5 separate regions of the Mus musculus genome follow, and regions 1, 3, 4 and 5 are each linked to region 2. Evidence: chromatin contacts called from public Hi-C, HiCAR-type, HiChIP or PLAC-seq and promoter capture Hi-C data. All regions are on one chromosome and are shown on one strand. The core of a region is the stretch at or near the end of the contact, and the rest is flanking DNA. Distances in the headings are between cores, read along the strand shown. Region 1 holds the start of Retreg1 (reticulophagy regulator 1). Region 2 holds the start of Trio (triple functional domain (PTPRF interacting)). Region 3 holds the start of Zfp622 (zinc finger protein 622). Region 4 holds the start of Myo10 (myosin X). Region 5 holds the start of Ctnnd2 (catenin (cadherin associated protein), delta 2).

Region 1 (2,700 bases), core at 139-2,638, 2.2 Mb after region 2:
AACATCCACAGACAGCAACAAGACACAGCTCGTTTTCAGAGTAAACCAAGACCAGCGGGGAGCTGAAGAAAATCCTTCACGTTGCTCAAGTTATTAATCTTGAAGAAAAAAATAACAGGCTACGTCTCTTTTTATGCATTTATTTATTTCCCAACTTTGGGGTTAAGAAACCTACGTCCTGTAAATAGGTACTTGTTAGGGAAACTGCTTATTCGGAACTTCGAGGGCCCTGTTTGTTATGAAGGCACTTAGCAAACAAAGGTTTTTTTTCCCCCTTGATGAACTAGTACCAGACGATACGGCTCATGGTTCCGTGATGGAGCCAGACGCTGCCTGATGCTTACCTAGGCAGAACACTTTCTGGTGAGGCAAACCTGTTGATTGGGGGCTACTCAAAGAAAATCCCTCCCCTATTCCCTCTGGAGTTTCTCTGAAATTACTACCCACCCACCCCCCACCTCCACCTCCACCCCACCCCCACAGCTGTGCAGTCTTGGGGCGGGGCGCTGTACCTAATCCACCTGTTTGTTTACCTCCTGCTTTCTCATCTGGGATCTAAGACAGTAAACCCTACCCTCCAGGGGAAAGAAAAACAAATCATTCACTGCCCATCTCTGGTGGCCCACGAAGGCAGCAGCATATAGAATGTACCTAAGGTGGCCCAGATATGCCTCCGCGGGTGCAAAAAATTAATTCAAGCCCTCGGGCCTCTGAACCCCCCATACTTGAAAGTACAGGTCAAGACCTGAGAGTTAACAATACCAGGGCCGAAGTTTTCAAGAGCTCTGGACCATCCCTAGATACAGGAGCTCACGTGGGTCAGCTGACCATCATCACCTCCCCTTGGAGACTGGACACCCGCAGCAAGGGTGACAGCCACTCACAGGGAAGTGCGTCTAGAGGAAAGTTGAAATGGGTGACTACCTGTTTCAGACAGGTGACCAAGCAAGTGGGACCAGGCTTCACTTCCACCGCAGAGGCCCCCGCAACCCCCCCAGCCAGGCCACATCCGGCCATGGGCGCCCCAAGGTGACCTGCCCTCTGGGGCGCCCCCACCCAGCCCGAGCGCTCACCAGAACAGCAGGTTGGCACCCAGGAAGGTGAGCAGGCTGCGCAGCGGCCTCTTCCAGCTCAGGAGCTCGTCTGCGCGCCAGCCCAGCCACAGCACGGGTTCCCCGAGCAGCCAGGTCAGGGCGGCGGCCACCCTCCCGGCGGCCTCCTCCACCTGCGGCCCCGCGCCCTCTGGCCCTGCTTCCTCTCCGGGAACTCCAGGCCGCGGCGGCTGCTCCTCGGTAGCCGGGCATCCTTGTGTGGCGTGCTCCTCGGGCGCCGGGCTCGCCATCTTCAGCGGTGTTTTGCTGGCGGGGACGGGGATGGGGACGGGGACAGGGAGGGAGGCGGGCGGGCGGGTGGGCGGGCACGCGCGCGCGCGCGCCTGGCGGTGAGCGTCGGGAGAGCAGCGGAGACAACGGGGGACCGGTCGGGGCGCAGGGTGCGCACCGCGGGGTGCTGGCGGCTGGGTGCCTTGTGACGTCAGGCCTGGCCGCGCCGGGAAAGAGGGTGCGGTCAAGTTCGTGTAGGGGCGGGGCCGCCCTGGGTCTGGCTGCACATCCTGGGCTCGGATCCGTGGGTGCTAGCTGGGCGGCGTCCCTGGAGAGCCTGGGACCAACGAAAATACTTCCTCTTTCCTTCCAGTTGAGGGGGCCAGGTAGAGGACTCGCCCCCAAGGGAAGTCTGGGCTTTGGATTTTAAAAGGGGGAAGGTGGTGCATTCTCACTTTCTCCAGCCAGAGCAGACAAGTCGTCCATCCTTTAGTATTGAAGAAAATAGCTGGGTGCCCCTGGCCATGTATTTTAGCACTTAGGACTCAGCCCTTGTCCAGGTCCCTTGCAGGAACACCCTGCCTAACTGTGTCAGATAGAAACGCTGACTTGGGAAAGGAAGAAAAGCACACTTGGAGTCAAGGAAGAACCGGTTTGGCCCTCTGATTTCAAGAGTGAGGACCCGCCAGACCACAGGGCACACGCTGGTGAAAGTCGCTTCCAGTTAAGTGAGTTGTTCTTTGCAGAATGTCATTGAGCTGATCAGGAAGCAGAGAAGGCAGAGGGTGGCCTGTGGCCTGCCTCTGCTAGTGTGCCAAGTTTTAGAGGTGTTTCAGTAGATCCGATGTGCCTGTCACAGGGCGGCCTCAGAGGTCGAAGAATACCGGAGCTCCCCATGTGGTTCTCCTGGTTGTGGGAAAAACTAAAGGACTGCTGTGCATGTCCAGTCTCTGTTCGTTTCTCTAGAATGAAATCCCCTCCTGCAATCATGAGAGTCGATGCATCAGGGGTACCTGGTATCCTCTGGGCATACTCTGTATCCAGCCTGCATTCACGGGATGAATTTGGTGCGTTCTCAAAGCAAAGAGAGACCACCGCCCCTGGGTTAAAGTTTGTAATGCTAATCTAGAGGGCCTCTGTGTCTATGAATGTAAACATTTATTTACACATTACAGGCTAGACGTGGACAGTTATCTAAATGAATGTTGTATTTGAAGGAATCACAAGTCTAGGGTTCACACAAAAGTTGGTTGACCACCCACTGTGTGCCTGGTACACTGCTGGGTCCTGTGGATGTGACTTCTACCTGCAAGAGACTCACAGTCCAAAAGGTATCACTTACAATTGATAAACGCTGTGATGGAAATCCTCAGTGCCA
Region 2 (2,753 bases), core at 47-2,546:
TCTAACTAACCAAGGAACTCCAGATTCAGTGAGAGACTCTGCTCCAAAAAAACTAAGGTGAGAAGTGGATGACTGAGTTAGACACTGGGTACCTACCTCTTGTATTCATATAAACACAGACCCAAAACACAAATGTCGATAGTGCGTGCAGGCACACATGAGAGGCAGAGAGACAGTCATCAAAACGCTAGGTGTTTCCAGGGCCAATTAATTGACAGAGCAAGAAAATACAGGCATATGTACTATCATGCGGTCCAAAATATAAGCACACAGCTGTAGATCTTTACACACACCTATTGCAAGGTGAACACAAATTCCTATGGGTGTCTTCAAACTTCATCCTGACCGAAACCAAGCCTTCTAGCCCTTTTCCCTTGCTTGTCTGAGACTGCCAAGGGGAAAAGATCTGGTGGTCACTTAATCATCGTTCTCCCGTTAAACATAGGTGCGGGGTGTAGTTTGATGGAATTTGTTGATCTGTTTTCTCCTGCATGTGATTCTCAATTACCCGGCGCCCATTCCTTCACTGCACTCATCTTGCAGCCGTGACATAAAGCAGAATTTGATATTCCACACATCTGATTTAACGTACATTTTCTTTAAAAGTCCCTTTCCTCTGGTCTCCCCTGCCTCCATCATCTTCCCACTACATCTGGGTAGCCTGAGGACCCAGCACACTTGGGAGATGGGGATTCCCCGCAAGCACCCCCTCTCTCGCGCCTGCTTTTTACATACAAGGAGACGGTAGACTAGAGCAGATAATCTGTTTTCACTGCCTCTCTGCTCATTCAACAATTATCCCGCCCCTTCTACATGCCAGTGACAGCGCTGTGCCTGCGAAGGCCACACCAGCTCCATATCCTGGTCGCTCGGCCCCGCGGGTGACATAAATAATAATGAAAACGCTCCAGCGCTAGGACCGCTTGCAGTGCAGGCGCGAGAGTCCTGGCAGGGGGCGCAGTGCCCGTCCTGGAAGGCCAGTGTGGCTCGGTCACACTTGTTCCTGCTCCTCCCAGGTTTGGAGCAGCCCTGGAGGAGGAGACCTGGCCCGCTCCACGTTCTCTCTCAGCCACTCCATTTCGCCCTCCGGGCTCCCAGGCGCGGCTCCGCCCCTCCAGGACCCGCCCACAAAAGGCCCCGCCCACCAGCCGAGCCCACGCTCCGGCCGCTAACGAAGCTCTCCGGAAATTCCCGAAGCCCCTCTTTTTCCTTCCTCTCCTTTCCCTGCTCTCCCTTTCCTTTCACCCGGGCTCCCTCGGCCGTGATTTCTCCCTCCCCCTCCTTCCTTCCCCGTCGGAAAGCAAGATGGAGGCTCGCTGCTGCCGCCGGCGTTCGTGATCGCGGAGCTTCGCAGCCCCGGCCCCCGCCCTCGCGTGTCCGCGCCGCTGCCCGTGCCCCGGCCGGCCACGCCGAGGCCGTGGCTCCGCGCGCCCGCTCCGCGCCAGGCTCGCGGCTCCCGGGCGGTGTCCTCGTCTATGTGGGCGCGCTCCTCGGGCCGAGCCGCCGCCGCCCGCCGCCCCGGGGCTGTGCGTCCGCGCGCCGGGCGCGGGCAGCTGGGTGCTCGGCGCCGCCAGGCCAGGCGCAGGCGGCTGGGTGCGCGGAGCTAGGGGCGCGGGGCCCGAGGCGGGCTCGTCCGCCGCCGAAGCCATGAGCGGCAGCAGCGGCGGTGCCACCGCCCCGGCCGCGTCCTCCGGCCCCGCGGCAGCGGCCAGCGCGGCGGGCTCCGGCTGCGGGGGCGGCGCCGGCGAGGGCGCCGAGGAGGCCGCCAAGGACCTAGCCGACATCGCGGCCTTCTTCCGATCCGGTGAGTACCGCGGTTGCCCCGCGCGCTCGGCCGGCCCGGCGCGCCCGGATCTCCGGCCCGGTATAGCCCTGCGCGCTCTCGTCCCTGTCGCCGCATCGGGGCTCTGCGATCCACGCCGGCGTGTCAGGTTACCCACGCCGCCCTTGTGCTGCGGCTCGTCCCGGGCGCCTTCACTCGCTTTCCCGGCGCTCGCCCCTCGTGCCAGGCTAGACACCCCTCGGCCTCCCGTTTCAGCGGCCACGGCCCCGCGGGTAGGGGCGCCGGCTCTTTGTCTCTTGCTGGAGGGCCGAGGAGGCGGCGGCGGGGACGGCGTGGGCGGAGGCCGGTGTCCCGGAGGACGAGCTCACCGGGACCGGGGACAGCAGCTCTGCCCTGTAATAGCTTTTGGGCCGCTGGTAGCTGGACCACCAACCCCATTATCAGCGAGTGTCCCGACTCGGGGCTCTAGCCTGTCATCCAGCCTTGGTGTACGGTTCTGTGAAACGGGGCAGCCATCGCACCTCAGCCCAGGAACCGAGGACGGTGGCCGAGCTGAGGCGGCGGTCGGGTCGAGCCATTGTTTCTGGGGGAGGCCCGGGAAGGACATCTGGGACCGTGGTGGCCCTTGGGAGAGGCGTGGGACCAGGGCTGGCGGGCACTGCGTGGGTGGCGTGGACCTGGAGGCAGTGAGGGGCAGTTTAGGGTCCGCTCTGGCGAGCCGGAGGTGGCCGAGGAGGAGGCTAGCCCGGAGCCCGGCGGGCGGGAGGGGCGCTGGTGTGCTGCGCAGGGGGCGTGACGGGGCGTCCCGGGGACCCCGGTAACGGCGCCTCCTCCAAGCCCGGCCCGGCCCAGATCCCGCGCGAGCCCGGCTCGCGTCCGCGCGTCCCTGCGTGCAGTCCGGTTTGCTTGCGCGTCCGGGAGGCGGCGGAGGGCAGCGGCGGCCGGGGGCCTGCAGTTCGGAGAGCAGTCC
Region 3 (2,700 bases), core at 67-2,566, 2.0 Mb after region 2:
GTCCGGGAGCAAGCATAAGAATGGAGGTCTACAGCCCGGCAGTGGTGGCACTCGCCTTTAACCCCAGCACTTGGGAGGCAGAGGCAGGGGGATTTCTAAAGTTTAAGGCCAGCCTGGTCTACAGAGTGAGTTCCAGGACAGCCAGGGCTACACAGAGAAACCCTGTCTCGAAAAACCAAAAAAACACCAAAAAAGTATGGAGGCCTACAATCCATCTGCTTAACTAGTTAAAAGTCATAAACCAGGAAACATCTTTAAATCCAGGCGGGATGCCCTGGGCCTGGAACCCCACTCCCTCAAAGGCTGCGGTAAAAGGATAAGAAGAAAGTCAGGGTCCAGCCTGGGAATGGATGTCGCAAAGGTAAACACTGAAGAAGGCTCGGGCTGGGGGCCTCAGGGGAGGGCGACATCGCTGAACGTGGACCCAGCCCTTCGTCTCCATCGCGATGTCTCCCGGAGCCTCCCGCTCGCCCCAACCCCGACAGGACCCTTACCTACCTTCGTCTTCGTCGTCTTCCTCCTCTTCCTCTCCCTCCTCCTCTCCGTCCTCCCACTGCTGCTTCGCCAGCTTCTTCGCCTGCTGTTCGAACCACTGGAGCCGGGGCGGCTTCTCCGTCGGGTCTCGCTCCGGGACGCCCCGTGCGCCCGCCGCCGCCCTCCCGCACTCGTCCGTGGGCACGAAGGGCGCTTTCTTGGGGGACGTGGAGGGCTGGGCCTTGATGGCCTGCTGGATGGCGGCGTTCACGGCGTCCTTGTCGACGCCGTCCGCGCCCAGCCCCTTCTCCAGGTTCTTGGCGTTCAGCAGCTCCACGCGCCGGCTCGCGGCCCGCACCGCCTTCCGCTCCAGCTCGGCGTGCCGCCGGGAGCCGAGGTGGTTCTCGTAGGCGTTGAAGGTGGCGAACTTCTTGCCGCACGCCGTGCAGTAGGTGGCCGCGCCCTTGCTCGCCTCCGCCGCCTCGGCCACCGCGCGCTGCGCCCGCACCCGCTCCTGGAAGCCCTCGGCCGTCACCGGGGCCATGGCGGCCACCTTGCGCCGCAGGTTGTAGCGGTGCCAGTCCGTCTTGTAGTGCGCCCGCTGCAGCTCCGCGTCGCGGAACGCCACCCGGCAGGTGATGCACGTGAGAGCCGCCATCCCCGGGCCCGGAAGACAGAGACGACCCAGCCGAGAACCTTCTAAGCCTGACCGGCCGCCTTCTAGTCCCACAAACGCAGAGAACCTCCTTCGCCCACAGCCAGGAAAAGACACACCAGACACCAGCTTCCGGGCTCTAAGTGAGGGAACTTCCGAGTTCTAAGTGAGGGAACTTCCGACTCGCACAGGAAACTCTTGGCAGCTGGCTTAAGAAGGCCCGCCTGGGTCCCCGGAAATGACGAAGTTTCATGTCGCTCTCTTCGCGCCTGGATCCGCCCTGTCAATCAAAGGTGGGCGTGTGCCTGGAGGATGCCGCTGCCTCCTGAGGGCTTAGCGGTTGTGTCGCTTGCCGTGACGAGGTCAGAGGGATGGGCTTGTGAGGGAAAGAAGGGCGTGGGTGCCTGGGATGGTTCTGGGACTGCTCTTGAGAGATGGATCCCGTCAAGACTGTCTCTCGCGCCTCTGGAAAGGGGGATCAAACGTGGCGACAGCGTGGAACTTCCGGAGGCCAAACCGACCCAAGCTCTTTGCAGCGAAGGGGGCGGTCAGAGCTCTTGAACAGAAAAGATTCCCTGCTGGGAGCCGAAAGTACAGCCTAGCCACTGTCCCACAAAATATAATCCGAGCCACATGTGAGATTTTTAAATCCAAGTAGCCATATAAAAAGTCAAAGTAGAGACTATGCCCGGGCCTAACAAACACAGAAGTGGATGCTCACAGTCAGCTATTGGATGGATCACAGGGCCCCCAGTGGAGGAGCTAGAGAAAGTAACCTTATAGGTGGAACAACAATATGAACTAACCATTACCCCCAGAGCTCGTGTCTCTAGCTGCATATGTATCAGAAGATGGCCTAGTTGGCCATCAGTGGAAAGAGAGGCCCATTGGACTTGCAAACTTTATATGCCCCAGTACAGGGGAACGCCAGGACCAAAAAGTGGGAGTGGATGGGTAGGGGAGTGGGTGGGGGACCGTGTGGGGGACTTTTGGGATAGCATTGGAAATGTAAATGAAATAAATACCTAATAAAAACAAACAAACAAAAAAGTCAAACTAGGTGAAGTTGCTTTTAATGATCGAAATACTCTTTCAGCATCTAAAACTTTAAAAGGATCTATCTGTGATTTTACGCTCCATCGTGGGTACTAAACCTTGGAGACCCTGTGTGTATAACAGCAGCAATTCATATCAGTTCGATTTTTTTTTTCTTGAGACAGGGTTTCTCTGTGTAGCCCTGGCTGTCCTGGAACTCACTCTGTAGACCAGGCTGGCCTCGACCTTCAGAAATCCACCTGCCTCTGCCTCCCAAGTGCTTGGATTAAAGGCGTATGCCACCACTGCCTGGCAAATCCTCTGTTCTATCCCTGCCTTTAACTCACCCTGATTCAATGTCAATTGTTCTAACAGGTTAAGCAAGTATATTTTTGGTATTGTGTTAGAAATCCGTTGCTATGCTATTCTGCCTGAATATCTTTCTGCCAGCTTGCTCCCTTTTGTAAACCTTTGCCCAAATGCCTTTGGGGGGGGGGGGGTTCTAGAGCCTTTTGTCAAAAATAATGCCAGTATTT
Region 4 (2,700 bases), core at 27-2,526, 2.4 Mb after region 2:
GAGCCACTTCAAACCTCAAAACTTAAACAGAATTTATTAAATAAACACAACCAAGAAAGGAATCGGGGCCAAGAAACCAGAGCGGCTCTCCATCCCTGGGGGAAAAGGGAACTTTCAAGTCCCGTCTCAAGTAACTGTGGTGTCCCGCCCTCAAAGACCCTAAAGCGGGCATCGGTTTCATCTTCTAAAATAACCATTGTTTGCCCTAAACAAATTTTATTTAAACTCGAATTCAAGATCTGCCAAAAAAAATGGCATTAAAAACAAGATCATTCGGTCTCGTACTCTGGAATTATCTGCAAACCCGACCTGAGCAGTACTAGTAAAGTAAGGACCCCAGACTTGAAAGCCCAATGAGGCAGGGCAAGCAGTGACCGAGGACCCAGCCGGCCGGCTCACACTTCGTTAGCCGGCTCCTCTGGAAGCCACAGGAAGCCCGCACGTTCAGCAAAGGAAGTCCCAGACCTTTCTTGGAGCAAGGCACCTCCCGGCTGCGCCTTTTACCGCGTTTCCTGCACCCGAGCCGTCCGGTCCGCAGCTCTCCCCCACCCGGCGCCCGGGGACTCACCTGGCGCGGAGTGTCAGCTAGCCACCCACGCCCGGGGACATGCGAGCGCAGGACAAACTCAAACCTGCCTAGGCTTACTCATCCGAGACTCGGGGCCGGCGGAGGGAGTGGGGTTTCAGGAGATTCCCACAAAGTTTCCCCTCCTGGGGACGCGCAGGCGCTGGGGCGCGCTCGGTGTGCCGGTCCGGGTCCCGGTCTCAGCCAGGTCCTCCCCGCCACTCACTCACCTCGGGAAAGAAGCTGTCCATTGTTCCGGCGCCCGCACCTTCCCGGCACGGCTCCAGTCGCGGAAGTCAGCGCAGCGGCAGGTCCCGGGAAGCCACGCGTGTCACGGTGCGCCTCGGGGCGACTCCAGCCCGCGGAGCCGCCGCTCTGCCATCCCCCGGTCGCTGCTGCTCCTCCGCACCTTTTGTCCGCGTCTCGGACCTCCTCTGTCCCAACCACAGCCTTTGTCTCTCCTTCCTCCAAGTTCCTCACTTCTGGGCGAAGTGCTCCCGGGAGGAGAACAGCTGGTGGCACATTCTTCCCGAGCTGGGGGAGGGCCGGCAAGGGGCTGGCGACGCGCCTGCCTCCCTTGGAGCTCCGCCGGGGGCGCTCGGTCCCAGCGGGGGTGGGGTGGACGACTTCGGATCACCAGCAAACCAACAACGGTGAGCTCTCCCGCCCCAGGCGCGGCCGGCTCTCACCAGCTCTCCGGTCTCGCTTACCCTTGTGCTCGGTCCGCCCCGCCCTCAATCCCAGCCCCCAATATATAACCACGCCTCCACGAGTAAAGCCACGCCTCCTACGGACCTGGCCCCGCCCCCAGAAACTCCTCCAACCTGCGGAGACTGAGCGTCTGCTCTCAAATATACCCAAACCCCGCCTACTCGACTCCTGGTCACGCCCATTATAGCCCCGCCCACAGCCTGCTCGGGCTTCCTACATGCCGCGCCCTCTCCCAGCTACCACCCAAACCACGCCCACCGGATGCGCGGCCCCGCCCCTCGGAGCCCTGCCCTGTGCTTTCCCTGAGAGCGGCGGGTGCGCGGAGTCCCAGCTACCGCCTAGATCCACTCTGAATCCATAGAGCAGTGTGCTTCTCCTGGGTCTTCTTGCCACCGGCCTAGGCGCTATTAGATGACTTGACTCTTCCCTCTGATCGTAGATACTAGAAAGTTACCCGGGACTGAAGAGGAGGGGCCCCACGGCGGTGAATGTTAGACACCCCAAGAACCTGCTCCACGTGGATCTCATCATTGCGACTCTATCGTGCGATCCCAGGACAGGAAGCGGAAAACAGGAATCTGAACTTTTGAAAGCTGCTTTTCCTTGTTGAGTTTCTCTGCTCCAAGTGGGTTTTTTGATAGCCACAGGGAAATGTTTTGTATACTGGAAGGGGACGTGTCCTATAGCACTTGTAACTGTAACCTCTTTTTCTGGACGTAAAGGAAGTAGAGCAGATGCGAGAGAGATGGGTAATTGCTCTCGGTTCACCAGGAGTCAGTCCTGATTCTCACCGAGACAACTCCAGCTTTATTGTGGCCAGGAATCTGGGGATCCTGTAACACGGACTGGGATTCCTAAGTCTGCTTTCCTAACAGGAGTCCAGAGGGCCCTCCAAAGCTGGTGCTTGGCCCACTGCAGAAAGAACTCCCAACAGCTCAGAAGGAGTTTCCTTCTGTAGCAGTTTAGCAAGATCAGGTCACCCAAGTACTGGATCTATGAACCCTTTGAACCAACCGGCTGGGTGTTGTCAGACTCACTCCGGAACCACACAGCTGGTCCAGCAGCAGGTTGTTAACTGGCAAGCTGGGAACAACAATGAACTGACTTGAGAAGTTCTACTTAAAGGATTTGTTAACTGCCAGCCGCTTGAGAAAGATACTTTCCAGGGCAGTCTTTCTGGAAACAGACACAGCCTTCACTATCCCAAGCTGCACCCTGCCTGGTTAGGTACCCGCTTCTTAGGTTTTTTTTTTTTTTTTTTTTTTTTTCCAGATGTTGGAAGATCAATCACATATTTGGCTTTTTCTTGATGTCCTATCCACCTGCAGTTGGGAGAGTCGAAGCTTGTGCTCAGACTGAATGAAATGGCTGAACATGTGAACCATCTTGTCATCTTTATTTGGGAATTTAAGCATTATTGAACT
Region 5 (2,700 bases), core at 98-2,597, 2.1 Mb before region 2:
TTTGCTTTCAGCCATTAATTACGAATCACCCAAATATCGCTACGCCTATCTCCCATGCACAAGCACCCTTGCCAAACCTGGCTGTCAGGCAGCGCTTTCCAGAGCCTCGCTATCTATTGTCAGGACAGAGAAGCCCCCGGAAGCCTGTGAATCCCTCTGAAAATGCTTCCTCGGAAACGCTAAATATAGACCAAAGGGGTCTGGGTCTGGCGAGCAGCGGGAGACTGAAGAAACGGCCATGGACGCATATGACTAAGTCTTTCCATTTTGTTCTAGCCAAACATCGTAATGACATTGAACATAAGGGCAAAAGACTGGAAGGAAGTCTTCCCCGCCCCCACCCCGTCTTCTCCGGTATATTAGGGACGTCATGAATGCAACCGGGTTGCTCTGGAGGGTGGCGGGGAGCAGTCGGTGTTGCCCTATATACGCGTCCTCCGAGGTAGAGGGGTGGCAGGGAGGGGAGCACGCGGAGAAGCCACTTGGTAACCGCTCCAAGAAAGACACTGACCCCGGACCCCGTTGCGGGGAGAGCCGCCTTCCAAGAGGGGAGCCGGTAGGATCGCGGTCCTCCCCCGGGGCAGACAGCACCCCACTGCCGCCCGCCGCCACCCCTAGCCCCGCTGGAAGCGGAGGACCAACCCCCACCGGCGGTGAGCAAGAGGACGACGCCCGGAGGATGCGCCCGGCTCCAGCAGCTCAGCTAAGGCAACTCACCGAACGGCGCGGCGCCCGACTGCTTCCTGGCGAACATGCACCCGCCGCCAAAGACAGCTCCTCAGTCGGGGGAAAGGCGTGCGCGCCGCCGCCCGGCTTCAGAGCAAGGTCCTGACCTTGCCCAGCTGCAGCATCCTCCGCTTTTGTTGTCGGAGCGCGGCCGCGGGACAAGTGATGCTGGCGGGGAGCAGGGGCGAGCGCGGCAGGCGAGAGGCGGCTCCCGACGCGAGTGCGCAGCGCCCGGCCCGGCCGCCCCTCCGAGCGCGGCGAGCGTAGCGCCCCCTGCCCGACTCGGCGGGCGCCGCGGGATGCTCAGGGTTCCGCGGGGCTCCCCGGGCTCGGGCCGGGCTACCGAGCCGCCGCGCCCGCCGCTCCGCTCGGCCGGTTGCCGCCGCGGGCGCGAGCCTGGGCCGCCCTGGCGCCCGGCGCCGAGCGCTCTCGAGCTGCGCCCTGCGCGCCGCCCGCGCCACCTGTGTCGCCGCCGCCGCCGCCGCCGCCGAGAGCGAGGCTCCTCCCGCCGCGCGCCGCAGCTCAGCCTCCGGCTCAGCCGCGGCGGCCGGCTCCGGCGCTTGGCTAGTGAGCGAGCGAGCGTCCGCCCCACCACCGAAACCTGCCCCGGGTGCGGAGCATGCCCAGTGCCGCCGAGAGAGCGCGGCGCCTCGCCACGCGAATTCCACTTCTGGTTTTCGCGGCGGCAGCAACAGCAGCAGAGATGGGAGGAGGCGGCTCAGGTTGGGAGAGGGCCGCGCATCCCCGGGAACAGACAGCACCCGAGATAGAGCCTACGCGGAGAGTTGATTCTGCGGGGCAGATGTTGGTCTGCAAAGGGGCAGCGATTGAGGGGTTTTAGAGTAGCTTGTGAGTTAAGGAGAGCACCGGGCCAGCCATGAAAGCTAGTGGATGGGGGTGGATGTTCTTGTAGATTCTAGGGTTCCAAAGCAAAGAACGCATGACGTCTGTGAAAGGTTCTTTCGTAGTGTTGGGGCCCCATCTCCACCACCTCCTGCTCTGATTATGCTTTATGCAAACTCAGTCTGGTTTTAAAATCTGGAATATGAGTAAACTTCCTACAAGGAAGACCCTTGCTGGATCTAGAGCTTTAATGAATTCTCTTCGTCTTCCTGTCACGTCTCACCCAGTTGTCTTCTTGGACACCTCCACGACTGTTTTCCTCTTCTCTTCCATTGTCCCGTGCTAAAATGAAAACTTTGCTCCTCCTCCACTGACCGCGGTGGAGTCTGTGAAGCTTGCTCCATTTCCAACTGAGATTTCCGAATGTCTCTCAGTTAGTCAGTCATTAGGCAACACAGAGTGCTAAATCTAGCAAGCAAAGTCACACTATGAAAAGTCTTGTTGGAAAACGAAACCCATGCCAAGTTCCAAGGCAGGCAGGCCCTCAGGACCTTCATCTATGTCCCTGTGTGGCTGCAAAGTCTGTCAGTCACATGCAGGACAAATACGTCCCATAATTATTCCACCAAAGATCCTTACTTTGAAGCCAGCCCACCCCACCCTACTCTTTCCCAGAGCCATTTTCTGAGACACAGATAAATGGACCAGGAACCCCGAACTTGTAATAAGAGGGGTTCCAGCTTCAGTAATCTCAGGGACATTTCTATTCAGTTTGCAAGAGATTATCCAACAAGGTCAAAATGCTTGCATTAAATCTGAGATAGCCTCTATTATTCTCTGGAGTTAGTGAAAGGCTGAGGCAAGTGGAAAGAAAAGTTAAGCAGACTAAATATGTAAAGGAACAGACAAGAGATTGAGTAATGACTGTTCACAACAGGGAAATGTGCACCGTCAGTCATTCCATCTACCTCTAGTAGGCTCAGTCTCACTCCCAAAAGTTGTTCTCCAGTGTAGGTTCTCCTTCGAAGCTGGTGTGACATTAACATAGCCTGATTCCTGTGAGGGAAGATATGTGGTCATTTGCAGGTTTGGTTTTTTGTTTTTTTGTTTTTTTGTTTTTTTTTTTCCCAC

The links. Promoter capture Hi-C pulls out the DNA fragments that hold promoters and counts their contacts. Hi-C and Micro-C count contacts between places; a contact is called where the count stands out from the background. HiCAR-type assays count read pairs that join an accessible place to other places. HiChIP or PLAC-seq counts read pairs in DNA pulled down with a chosen protein or histone mark.
Region 1: a promoter capture Hi-C map of pre-B cells shows a contact between it and region 2, with 5 times the contacts expected there. The contact joins the promoter of Retreg1 here to the promoter of Trio in region 2.
Region 3: a Hi-C map of the N1E-115 cell line shows a contact between it and region 2, with 7 times the contacts expected there. The contact joins the promoter of Zfp622 here to the promoter of Trio in region 2. A contact is called at or near these places in 1 of 484 Hi-C or Micro-C datasets (the N1E-115 cell line), 1 of 115 datasets of contacts at active chromatin or transcription factors (astrocytes) and 2 of 9 other capture datasets (adipose tissue and liver).
Region 4: a contact with region 2 is called in an H3K27ac HiChIP or PLAC-seq map of thymic regulatory T cells, with 12 times the contacts expected there. The contact joins the promoter of Myo10 here to the promoter of Trio in region 2. A contact is called at or near these places in 2 of 39 promoter capture datasets (liver and pre-B cells), 1 of 115 datasets of contacts at active chromatin or transcription factors (thymic regulatory T cells) and 1 of 9 other capture datasets (adipose tissue).
Region 5: a contact with region 2 is called in a HiCAR-type map of astrocytes, with 6 times the contacts expected there. The contact joins the promoter of Ctnnd2 here to the promoter of Trio in region 2. A contact is called at or near these places in 3 of 39 promoter capture datasets (cranial neural crest, embryonic stem cells and hippocampal neurons), 2 of 484 Hi-C or Micro-C datasets (both in embryonic stem cells) and 2 of 115 datasets of contacts at active chromatin or transcription factors (astrocytes and embryonic stem cells).

What each region holds. Positions count from the first base shown.
Region 1 is chr15:25,841,986-25,844,685 of GRCm38.p6, reverse strand. Retreg1 (reticulophagy regulator 1) reads right to left here and starts at 1,388. Exons shown (of 9, transcript NM_001034851.2): 1 at 1,074-1,388. The coding sequence starts at 1,342.
Region 2 is chr15:28,024,391-28,027,143 of GRCm38.p6, reverse strand. It overlaps Trio (triple functional domain (PTPRF interacting)), which reads left to right and starts at 1,296. Exons shown (of 57, transcript NM_001081302.1): 1 at 1,296-1,804. The coding sequence starts at 1,648.
Region 3 is chr15:25,982,982-25,985,681 of GRCm38.p6, reverse strand. Zfp622 (zinc finger protein 622) reads right to left here and starts at 1,316. Exons shown (of 6, transcript NM_144523.3): 1 at 499-1,316. The coding sequence starts at 1,132.
Region 4 is chr15:25,621,126-25,623,825 of GRCm38.p6, reverse strand. It overlaps Myo10 (myosin X), which reads right to left and starts at 1,276. Exons shown (of 41, transcript NM_019472.2): 1 at 796-1,276. The coding sequence starts at 816.
Region 5 is chr15:30,171,181-30,173,880 of GRCm38.p6, reverse strand. It overlaps Ctnnd2 (catenin (cadherin associated protein), delta 2), which reads right to left and starts at 1,347. Exons shown (of 23, transcript NM_008729.3): 1 at 718-1,347. The coding sequence starts at 754. Gm31953 (a long non-coding RNA gene) reads right to left here and starts at 711. Exons shown (of 2, transcript XR_875097.3): 1 at 78-711.